2 separate regions of the Sus scrofa genome follow, and region 2 is linked to region 1. The links are chromatin contacts, called in public HiChIP or PLAC-seq maps. All regions are on one chromosome and are shown on one strand. The core of a region is the stretch at or near the end of the contact, and the rest is flanking DNA. Distances in the headings are between cores, read along the strand shown.

The links. HiChIP or PLAC-seq counts read pairs in DNA pulled down with a chosen protein or histone mark.
Region 2: an H3K27ac HiChIP or PLAC-seq map of skeletal muscle shows a contact between it and region 1. The contact joins two enhancer-like sites. A contact is called at or near these places in 3 of 47 Hi-C or Micro-C datasets (all in liver) and 1 of 2 datasets of contacts at active chromatin or transcription factors (skeletal muscle).

Annotation. Positions count from the first base shown.
Region 1 is chr12:10,438,908-10,444,140 of Sscrofa11.1, forward strand. All of the region lies in intron 2 of KCNJ16 (inward rectifier potassium channel 16), which reads right to left. Among named protein-coding and RNA genes, the nearest start is that of KCNJ2, 85 kb to the left of the region's middle. Within about 2 kb of position 2,089, at least 3 of the 83 cell types and tissues checked have an H3K27ac peak or open chromatin away from gene starts, as enhancers often do. A contact at or near this core is called in skeletal muscle, where this site is marked.
Region 2 is chr12:10,597,053-10,602,285 of Sscrofa11.1, forward strand. No RefSeq gene overlaps it. Among named protein-coding and RNA genes, the nearest start is that of KCNJ16, 61 kb to the left of the region's middle. Within about 2 kb of position 2,614, at least 14 of the 83 cell types and tissues checked have an H3K27ac peak or open chromatin away from gene starts, as enhancers often do. A contact at or near this core is called in skeletal muscle, where this site is marked.

The sequences.
Region 1 (5,233 bases), core at 839-3,338:
GGGCAGCAGCTTCCCATGCTGGTCACCTCATGATCTTGTTGGAGGCTCAGAGGCTGTGAGAGATGGACATGGGTTCCATTTCATCCTGGTGACTTCCAGCCAATCTTTGCTGGTGCTCACTTTCCCCCCTTAATTTCACATCCACCTGGCCTTGCAGCTTCAGGCTCCAGCACCAGATGCATGACCCAATATATAAGGTAAACTCTCAGGATAAATCTAAATCTTACGATACCTAAGAGGCTTGGTTTTCAGAGTTTGATTAGGAAAGCAGAACCACTAGAAGAATGAATATATGTATATGTGTATATACATACATATATTTATACTATATATATATACACACACACACATACTATTAAGTGTTGAAGGAATGAATACATGGATAATGGGAATACTTTTTATTTTGAAGATGAGGAAATTGACAATGAAGACCCACTTATGGTCAAATAAAAATAAATGCGTAATGATAGTAAGACTGAAGACTTCTGACTTGGAGCCTCATGTTCTTTCCACAGCCTGATGCCTCTCCCAGTGTCTCTAATTACCTCCGGTATACAGAAGAACTGAATCTTTACAGGTGGATTCTAATACCACCCCAGGCACTCCATTCAGGCGTGAAAAAATACACTGACCATGAACAGAGTGACAGCAGGTTGTTATTCATACAGTTTAGGATAATAAAGCAGGGAGAACGGACAACTTCAGAAGAAAACAGAGCCCTGTTAGGCAATCATTAAGTAATTTGTCTTAGAAAGAGTTCTATTTCTTGGAAAAGACCACCGGCATGGGAATCAGAGTCCTCTGTAAGGCAGAAAAACATCATCAATTAGCCGCTTCTATCTCTTCTCTGTTCTCTACGTTTTCTATTAGATCCTCCTCCTTTCCCAGAATCAGTCACAGGTAATGGGGAACTCATTCAGTCCTAGAACTAGAGTCGCAAGTGATTTGGGGAAGAAGGGTAAACCCTATAAACAGCCCTCCCATGTCAGCTACTACCTAGGCCATAGTCACTTTATCCCATGTATCCCCACCCTGCCTCCTTCCTCACACCAAGAACCCTACACTCCAGGCACAATGAACCTGTCATATTTTCCCAAAGACGTCAGCCTCTTTGTAGATCAGGCGGACATACCTTTCTACTTCAAGTTTATGCACTGGTGTTACTTCCAATGTCAAGCTTCCCTCAATTGTGCAACAAAGTTGGTTTTTCTGCATGTGTCCTCCTTTGCTAGAGGCTTTGTCTTTCCCGCCCACTAGGAGCTGACCGATTTATCTGTATATACCCTAGGGCACAATGGAACGAATATTGTACACCTACTCTGAAGAACAGAGGTGCTGTTTGTTCAATGTGTGAAACCAAAATGTAAAAGACGACAACACTGTGTCTACGGAGTGGCAATGTGGTCACTGAATGCTATTATTTTGACGCCTAAAATAATCAGGTCCACAATGTGGTTTATCATGGTATTACTCTGTGCATAATTAATAGTCACACAAAATTCCATGCACAACTGGAGAAACAGTGGCCCTTCTTTATGCCAGGAAAGAACAGGAATATGCTGGCACAAGTGTTTAGGACAAGCACATAAAAAATATTCTGCCTACAGCAATTTAAGGCGTGGAAATACCATCTTGATTCCCGTTGTGAGTATAAAGCACAGAGTATTTTTGCTTCAGTTTGGTTTTGTTTGGGTCTGCTCGTTTATGATTGTGCTTCCTTCAGCTTTGTTTCTCTGAATGTTTCTTTAGCTTTAAAACTCCTCCTGTAAGTGGTGTAATCTTATCTGCAACTCAATATTGTTATCTAGTACCATTAAATAAAAATTTAGTCATAAGGAAATGAAACCGCCTTCTATTCCCACAAAGCCTAAATTTAAATATGTGTAACTCCTAAGTCTTAGATAATTCTCTCAAATTAGCCACACCACTTTCTCCTTGAGTGTTCTCTAACCACCCACAAGTTGACTCAATTCTGGCCTAAACAAAAGGAGCAGGTTTCTGGATGTGACAATCCTGGCACATGGCTCATAGCCTCTAATAGCCTGGCACCTTCTCAAATTTTAGTTGCAAGTCTGGGGAAGGATTTGACTGTGCTATCTATAAATAGAACTCAACAGTACATGATGAGAACGCTAAAAGGTCAGTTAACCTCCAAGTTCATCAAGTTGGCTGAGTGTGTCTTTCAGGTAAGTGCAAGGTGGATAATATTACTCAGTTCTTATCCAGCAGACCCACCCAATGCACAGGAGAGCCTTGAGTTAGAGACCTGCTGAGCAATTTTTGTGGTCCAGCCATTATGCCAGGTGCCTTGTTTTGTGAGGTTACTTTGGATTATTTTCCCAAAGCAGAGACAGAACGTTCTGACTTACTATGGTTTGGAACAGTTTCACATGAGATAAGTGCATAGTTGTGAGAAGACTGGCTGAGTTTGGGGGTGAGCCGGTATTTGGGTGGGGGATAGAGGCGGGCAGAGTCCATTCCCTAATCGAGTTCTAACCTAACTCAAGTATTTGACCTCAACAAAAATCATCTTTGAATAATGCTTCTCAAAATTTTCCATGAAAAAACAGAAGAGAAATGAATATATTCTTTTTAGCCTTACCCAAATCCTAGGTGATCTGAGAATATAACACAAAGGACCAGGCCTAAGCTCAAAATATTCCAGTCTTAGGAATAAACTATATGCTGCATTACAAAGATAAATATTTAACCTGCTTTTCAGTTAAATTATTTAATCTGCCCATGCTCCATACAAATTGCTGAATTAATTAATGCTTTGAAAAGATACATCATGTTTATCTTGCGACTTCTCATAGCTCCCAGCACGCAGCTACTATTGTGGGCACAGTCATCTGGATGTAGGACTCAGACATATGAAAAGTAAACCACACAAAAACCTAGGAGAGAACATCTAAGAGCCAAAATAAATGGTATGGAAAGTGCAGTTAATAGAACAACAGTTGAGGCCATTTGCAGGCTTGACCGTGGTGTCTTTTAAAATAATGTGTTCTTTGTCTCAATGAAAAGAAATCATTTTCTCTTTGTCCAGACTGCCTATTAAAAAATTATAGCACTGCAAGTGCTGTATTAAATGACTGGATGCTTCCGTGCAAAATTATGGTATTTTTTAGACATATTCTTCTTACAGAATTTAAAATATATGTAATAAATAAAATATAGCTAAAATGTTTTATAGAAACGGAAGCTTCAAACTTAGAACGTCTAATAATTGTATGGTTAAATACAATCATAGTGAAGGTGCCATGTGTTCCTGGGATGAATGATTTTTTTTGTATCAGTTTGGCCAGGCTATGATGCCCAGTTGTTTGCTCAAAAATCATTCTGATGTTACTGTGAAGATATTAGCTAGATGTGATGAACATTTGCAATCTGTAGACTTTGAGTAAAGCAGATGACAGTGTGGGTGGAGGTGGGCCTCATCCAATCAGTAGAAGGCATTAGGAGCAAAGACTGAGGTTTCCAAAAGAAGAAGCAAGAAGTAGTAATTCTGGTCCAAAGCTGCAACATACTCTGAGTTTCCTGCTTGCAGTCCTGCCTCACAAATTTTGGACTTAAGATTGCCAGTCCACCCTACAGATTTCAGCCTTGCCAGCTCTCACAATCATAAGACGCATTCCTTATATTAAGTCTCTTTTTCTCCCCCCCCCTTCTTTATTCCTTTCTTTCTATCTATCTGTCTATCTATCTGTCTATCTCTCTCTCTCTCTCTCTCTCTCTCTCTCTCTCTCTCTCTCTATCTATCCTATTTGGTTCTATTTCTCTGGATAACTCTGACTAGTTACCCAACTATAAGCGAAAGAAAACAGGAAAAGTAAGAGAACAATGAGTGAGATTCTGGCAACAAAAATAATCTTGTAAAAGAGTTCATAGTAAAAATGATACTTTAGTGCCTAAAAGTTCTTAATGCTAAAAGCATACCCAGGACAATGGCAACATGCCACAAATTTGGCTGTCGCCCTATTGCTTTCCTGAAAAAAAGTTCAATTGGTTGATGTGCTAATCATATTTTATGTTATCAATGGTACTAGGCCATTGGATCGCTTTTAATTATTTACAGATCTGCCTTTTTCTGCCAGACTGAGGGCAGAGACCAGGTCTTTGTCATCTTGGTATCCAGACCCAATGCATGACTATTGATTGCATGGGAACATGGTTCTAATTTAAAATGTAATATAATGAAAAACGAAAATTCCCCATGATGAAATACGTTTTTGGTCATGTGTGCTGGAACTCACTTTCTTTTCTTTAAAAAAATAATTGAATGTTTGTTTTTGAGTTAAAAAAATAAATCTTAAGGAATATAATCTAAAGCCATGTAACAATTTGAAGTCTTTATATTCAAATAAGCAAAATAAAATCAGGACTTGAGGTGAAATTTCTGTACATTGTTAAGGTAAAAATCTTTATGTGGAATTGTTGAGTAAATCTATTTTGGGGCTGTTTCTTACTCAGATGATTGACTTTTTTCAGTTTTCCTTTGCATCTGTGGACAGTTTCAGGTCTATTTTTGAAACAGAGTAAATGTGGAGCCAATGTAACCAGATAAAGTTTTAAAAGTAAAACCCTCTTGAAAATTCTATATACATTTTGCATCTGAATCCTTGGTTTCAGAGTAGTAAGCCCTGGAGTGACAGGAGGGAAAAAATGGACCCTGTTTTTATTTTTTCACTAAAGAGAAGCTGTAAGAAAAAATAAAGTCATCAACCCCTTATGTTTAAATAACTACAAAGTCCAGGGTATATATGGCCTAAAAATGATGATAAAAAGCATTATCTTCCAAGTCTCCTGAGGCTGGCCAGCTAAGAAAGCAGGATGCAGCTGTTTCTACAGAAGAATACTTCAGTACAAGGCATTGCAGAGTACAGACAGGCCATTTTTTCCCCCTAAAGTTGAGCTCTTGGGCCTAGAAAATTTAATGAAAAACAACCTAACTGAGTTTATTTCAACACGAACTGATGCTATGCACTGAATGTTTGTGTCCTCCCAAAGTTCATATGTTGAAATCCTAACCCCCCAGTGTGATAGATTGAGGACGTGGTACCTTTGAAAGGTGATTAGGTCGTGAGGGTGGGGCCCTCATGCATGGAATTAGTACCCTTATAATAGAGACCCCAGAGAGCTTTGTTGCTTCTGCCATATGAGGACACAGTGCAAAGATAGTCCTCTATGAACCAGAAAGTGGGTCTCACCAGATAGCCACTTTTCTGGCACT
Region 2 (5,233 bases), core at 1,364-3,863, 160 kb after region 1:
TCCAGGGCAAGGCTGTTAAAGAGTAATCTGAAGGTGGCTTTCATAACGGGCTGAGTACCTACAGAAACCTTTAAATAGAAACATCAGGATCTCAAGAAATGTAATTCATCATATCCATTTTTATCTGCAAAAAGCTTTTTCTGGAGGTCTGCCATAAAATCAACATATTCACGTCACTCGGGACCTATTAATCTAACAAAATATCAGCAATACAGAATGATTTGGGAAAGACATTTGGCAGAAAATATAAATGTCTCCGGACTAACGCATGGGGATGGGGGGTGGGGAGGTGGGGGAAGGAAGATTCTCTTGGAGTCTTTATTAGCTCAAATATCTGGCACGTATAGAATTTTCCAACTTGGCCATCTACAGAGGAACAAAATCAGTAGGGCCATTAGTACTGAAAGGGCATGCAGCTTCGCTCTTTTTTTTTATTTTGTAAAAAAACAAAACAAAAACAAACAAAAAAACCCAAAACCCTGGAGGTTACATAATGATTGCAGAAATATCTGGAAGTATAAATATTCAAAATGAAAACAAAAATAAACTGTAATTCCATTAACACAGTGGTGATTACCGTTAACATCTTGGTGCCTATCTTTCCAGACAGATTCGTGTGCTTTAATATCCAGACTTTGCTGTTTTTGCTATACGTCACTGTATTTGTTTTACAAACATGGAATCATAATACATGAACTTCTTTTCTTACCCAGCAGCCCAAGACTATTGTAGGAAAGTTAGAAAATTTAAGAAAACACAAAGCAAAATACATTAAATCATCTAGTTCTTAAATAGTTGGTGTCCATTTCCCCTGATATTTTCGGTGCACTTTTTATACATTGAATAGGAATTTTGTATAAATGTCACAGTTGTACAAAAGATGTTCTGTTGCCTGATTTCCTCATTAACCCTGAATATTTTTCATATCAGAAATTATGGGTATGCATGTCTACTACTGCCGGTCTCCTAGTCCATCCTTGAATAGCCTTTGTATTTCTGGAAAAGAAATTGTTGGTCCAGAAAGCATATAATTTAACCTCTCCAGAGCACTGCAGGACAGTAGCCATTTCCTCATAACCTAGCCAAACTCGAACCTCGCTGTTCATTTTTATTCTTGTCTGTTTCACGGAAGAAAAGTGTTACGTTTAGTGTTTGTTAAATCGAACTCACCTTGGAAAAGGTCTGTGTTCATATGTTTAACAAATACTTTTAGGGCTTTTACTGTGGGCCAGGCGCTATTATAAGTACTTGCCAGCTACTCATTTGATTTTCTTAACAGCTCCGTAAGATTGATACCATTACTATTCCTCCCATTTCACAGATGGGAAAATGGAGGCATGAAGAGATGAATTAACTTACCCAGGAACAAGAGAGCTGGAACTCGGACCAGGCAGTTGGGCTCTGGCATCTACTTACACATTCTGGCACTTGGGCCACCTCACAAATCTGCTTCTCTTACTGCCCACAAAGCATTTTTCAAACACTCCCAGCAGATTTTCCCTTATATGATAACAACATCCCATGGCTATAAGGCTGCAAGGGAGGCTTAGAAAATAAACAGGGAGCAGAAAGGGTTCAGATTACTATGATTGGCTTACAGAATGATGACTCACCCCCTGGGACTTGGCTTACGGCCACTCAGGGTCCTGTTTGCAAACAAGGACTGGGTTGGGGGTAGGGTGGTAATGACAGCTGTTGAGTAAGCAACCAAAGGCGTCTGTCACTCCAGCCTCCTGTGCTAAGGTCAGCAGCTGCCAGCGGAGGTCCCTGCGACCCAGACCACCGTGGTAGCAACCATGGACAGCAATGGCCCCCACAAATGGGAGTCTATTGCAAGTAACAAAGTGTCCCAGGCCTGGAGAACAGGTCACAGGTCTGCTGCCAGTTTCAGGATTCGCAAAAGTGAGGCTTGCCTTTCAGCATTGGCCAGTTCCGTTCTGTGCGTGCAAACCTCTCTGAGTGGAGGAGCGGGACTCTCACAGGGTGTGGAGACCCTGGGAAAGGGCGGACCAAGAGGTGCATCCCATCAGGATGCGGTCCAGAAGTGGCCCAGTGTCACAAGTGGGCCTCCAAACCCGCTCCTCAGGCAACAGACCCCCACGGAATGCAAGGCTGAAGACATTCAAGAATCAGAAGTTACACAGAGAGCTCGAGGCAGAGAGCCAAAAGCCGCAACTCGTCTGAGGGTCGGAAGAGGAGACCGGCCTTCAGTTGAGACATTGACACTGGCCCGAGTGAGAATGTGAATGCACGAGACACAGGTCAAAGTTCTGGATCCTCACTGGATCGGAGGAAGGAAGGGCAGAGAATTCAGAGCAGGGACAGCATCTCAAGGTCAACGACAGGTACAGGGACATGGTAACAGGCACCTGGAGGTCTGTGCCTCCTGCCCCAGCCCGCCAAGAGCCGTGAAGCACAGGCTGGCTGGGCTCCTTTGGAGAGCAAACCAGGGCTGGGCAAATAGTCTTCTCTCCAGAGAAGCTTCGCAGTTCATCCTCAGTGGTCACTGCACATATTTACTTGCGGAGGCTTCTGCGGGTTAAAAAGCTGGGCGATTTATCCAGATGACTCAGCGTTTCAAAGCTGTGAGCTGGAAATCACCCCAGTGCTCTTTCCACTGGCAGGCTCGTCAGCTCAGTCCCATGTAGAACCTCATCCCATAAGTGTATTGCGACGTGCAGGCTGCAATTCCACATTCACATCCCCCCAAAGATTTCTGCATTTTTTTAATGAGTATGAAGCTAGAGTCAAACAGTTGAACGACGCGAGGTGCTCTTTCTCCAGGCACAGATTATTCAAGCTGTGTAAGAATCGAACAATAAGGAATATGACAGGATCTCTGTGCCTGAGTCTAGAGTCAGTGAAGACCTCAAAGAGGCAGTCTCATGTACATGCACACACACAGACACACACACAGGCACAGGCACACACATGCATGTACACTTTTGCTAATTTAAGCCAGCAGGGAAGCTTTTCTTCTGAGTATCACCCACGCTCCCATACTTTACTTCTAACCTTTAAAGGATCAGAATATGTTTCTTATTGGAAAATGTAAAAAAAATAAATAAATAAATCCATAGAAATGTCCCCCGTGATTGAAAACAGAAGCTGGCCATTAAGACATTCTCATTGGAAAAAAAAAAAAAAAAAAAAGCTAATGGAAAGTCAAATGAAATGGAACACCACCAGTGCATTTTATCAACTGCATGTCGAGAAACCACACCCAACACATTTTATCAAAGGAATGACAGACACGCCAGACTGTTAATTACCTACAGGTTTCTCTTCTAAATTTATATCTCTCATGGGACAAAGGCTGAACAAGGAATAAGCTGGCTACAGAGAGCCTGCTGTAAAGGAAGGTGGGTTAGCGGTGACTCGGAAATCCGTGGACCTGTGTGTCTTGCTAAATCAGAATAATTCAGTTCAGCCCCAAAACCCCCAGGCCTACCTGGAGTGGGGTTGTTGTCTTACTGGCAAGGTGACATTCCAGCAATCAAAACAATCCGATATCATCAGCTCTGCACTTGGGCTTTTTGGTTTTTGTTTTGTTTTTTGTTGCTGTATCACCAGTTTTTTAAAAAAGATCAGGGAAACAGAAGTCATGAAAATCCAGGTTGGTCTCATGGTAGACACACAGAGATTTTTTCCTTTGTTCTGTCTTCTCTACCTCTTGATTATTAGCCTTGATTTCAGAGAATCCTACAGGAAGTGTTCCTAAAGTCATCGATTCATGTATTCTCTTGCTCTTTCTCCTAAATGCTCAGAGCCAAGGAGAATTTAAAAATCAGGATAAAATGATGGAATTTTGAGGAAATTTCTTTTGCGTTGAGAATGCTATGGGAATATTTCTCACTGTATCTTTGCCAGAGGGACCTGGCTGTGAATTTGGGGAAATGTATGACTGAAAGCTGACAAAATAGAAGAGTTATTTATGTGTATGGGTGAGTGTGTGTGTGTGTGTGTGTGTACATACATGTGTGGTGCAGGGAGGGGACAGGGAGAAAGTGATAGAAAATGTTCCTTGCTCACTGGGGACCAATCCTTAGTAATCATTTCAATAACAGAGTGTAACAGAAGGTGTGTAGCCTAAAGGAGACAGGTTCTGATCTGCACACCTCCCTGTACCTGCGAGCTTCCCGGGACCCCTCCTGCTCAGGCTGTAGCTGGTGTGGGGAGAAAGTTTCTGAGACTGTCCAGTAATGTCAATTCTAAGAAAGCAAGAGAAATAGATTCTTACACAAAACCACAGCAGGCTTCGTTTTTCCTTTCCTGTGGGGCAGGCCCATCTTACTCTTGAAGGGCCTGGATTCTGAGGCTGTGTGGTTTTCCATCTTTCCTCCTTTCACACAGATCTGTAGCCGTGTCCCTCCAGTTCTCCTGTGGGCCCTTCTCTTAGGAGAAGGGAGGCTCTGGGTGCTGGGCTCTGCCTGAGATGCTTTATCAGGCCGGCCTCCTTGGAGCAAATACGGCTTCCATCACGGGGATCGAGGAGCTGGGCTTTGTGGGATGGAGGCAGGGCCAGAGCAGCCAACAACACAATGGAACTTTGTGTTGACACTGTCCTGTTCTGATGTGAATGACACAGAAATATAGCACGAGAAGCCCTCTTCAAAACTTCTCCCAAATCTTAGGCTCTCTCGTGACCGGTGGATGGTGCAAGGCGCGACCTTCCATCTCAACCCAGCAGAAGTTAATAGCAGCCCAGGAGCTGAAAAACCAGCTTCAGAAACACTTAATGTTTAGATCCACTTAGTGGTTGGAAAAAACAACTTTAAAAAAATGTTTAAGAGCTGCTCTAGCAAATGGAAACAGCAACTCCTTATAAACAAACCTAACCTGAAGATATTTCTCAGTGGTGGAAATCTAACTTCATAAAGTCAGATTTCCGAGACTTTTTTTTTTTCCTCCTCAGAGACGACAAAAGCAACCACAATCTGTCAGTTGATGCATCAAATAAACAAACGCAAAGGAGAGATTTTCCATATTGTATGTCAACGGCATGTGTGTCTGATAAAGCGCATGCAAACTTGGGTCCCTGCTCACTGAGGAGAAAATCGTGAAGAAAATCAGTTAGGATGAAAAGCAGCATGCCTTCAGCTCCTCAGCTGAAGGGACGTCAACGACAGTTTTAAATAGGATCTAAGCAACCGGAGGCTGTTTCCAGATGCATGTCCCTCTCTTTCCAGCTACCTTAGTGGTTGTAATTAACTGTGTCCATTTTGAAGCACTG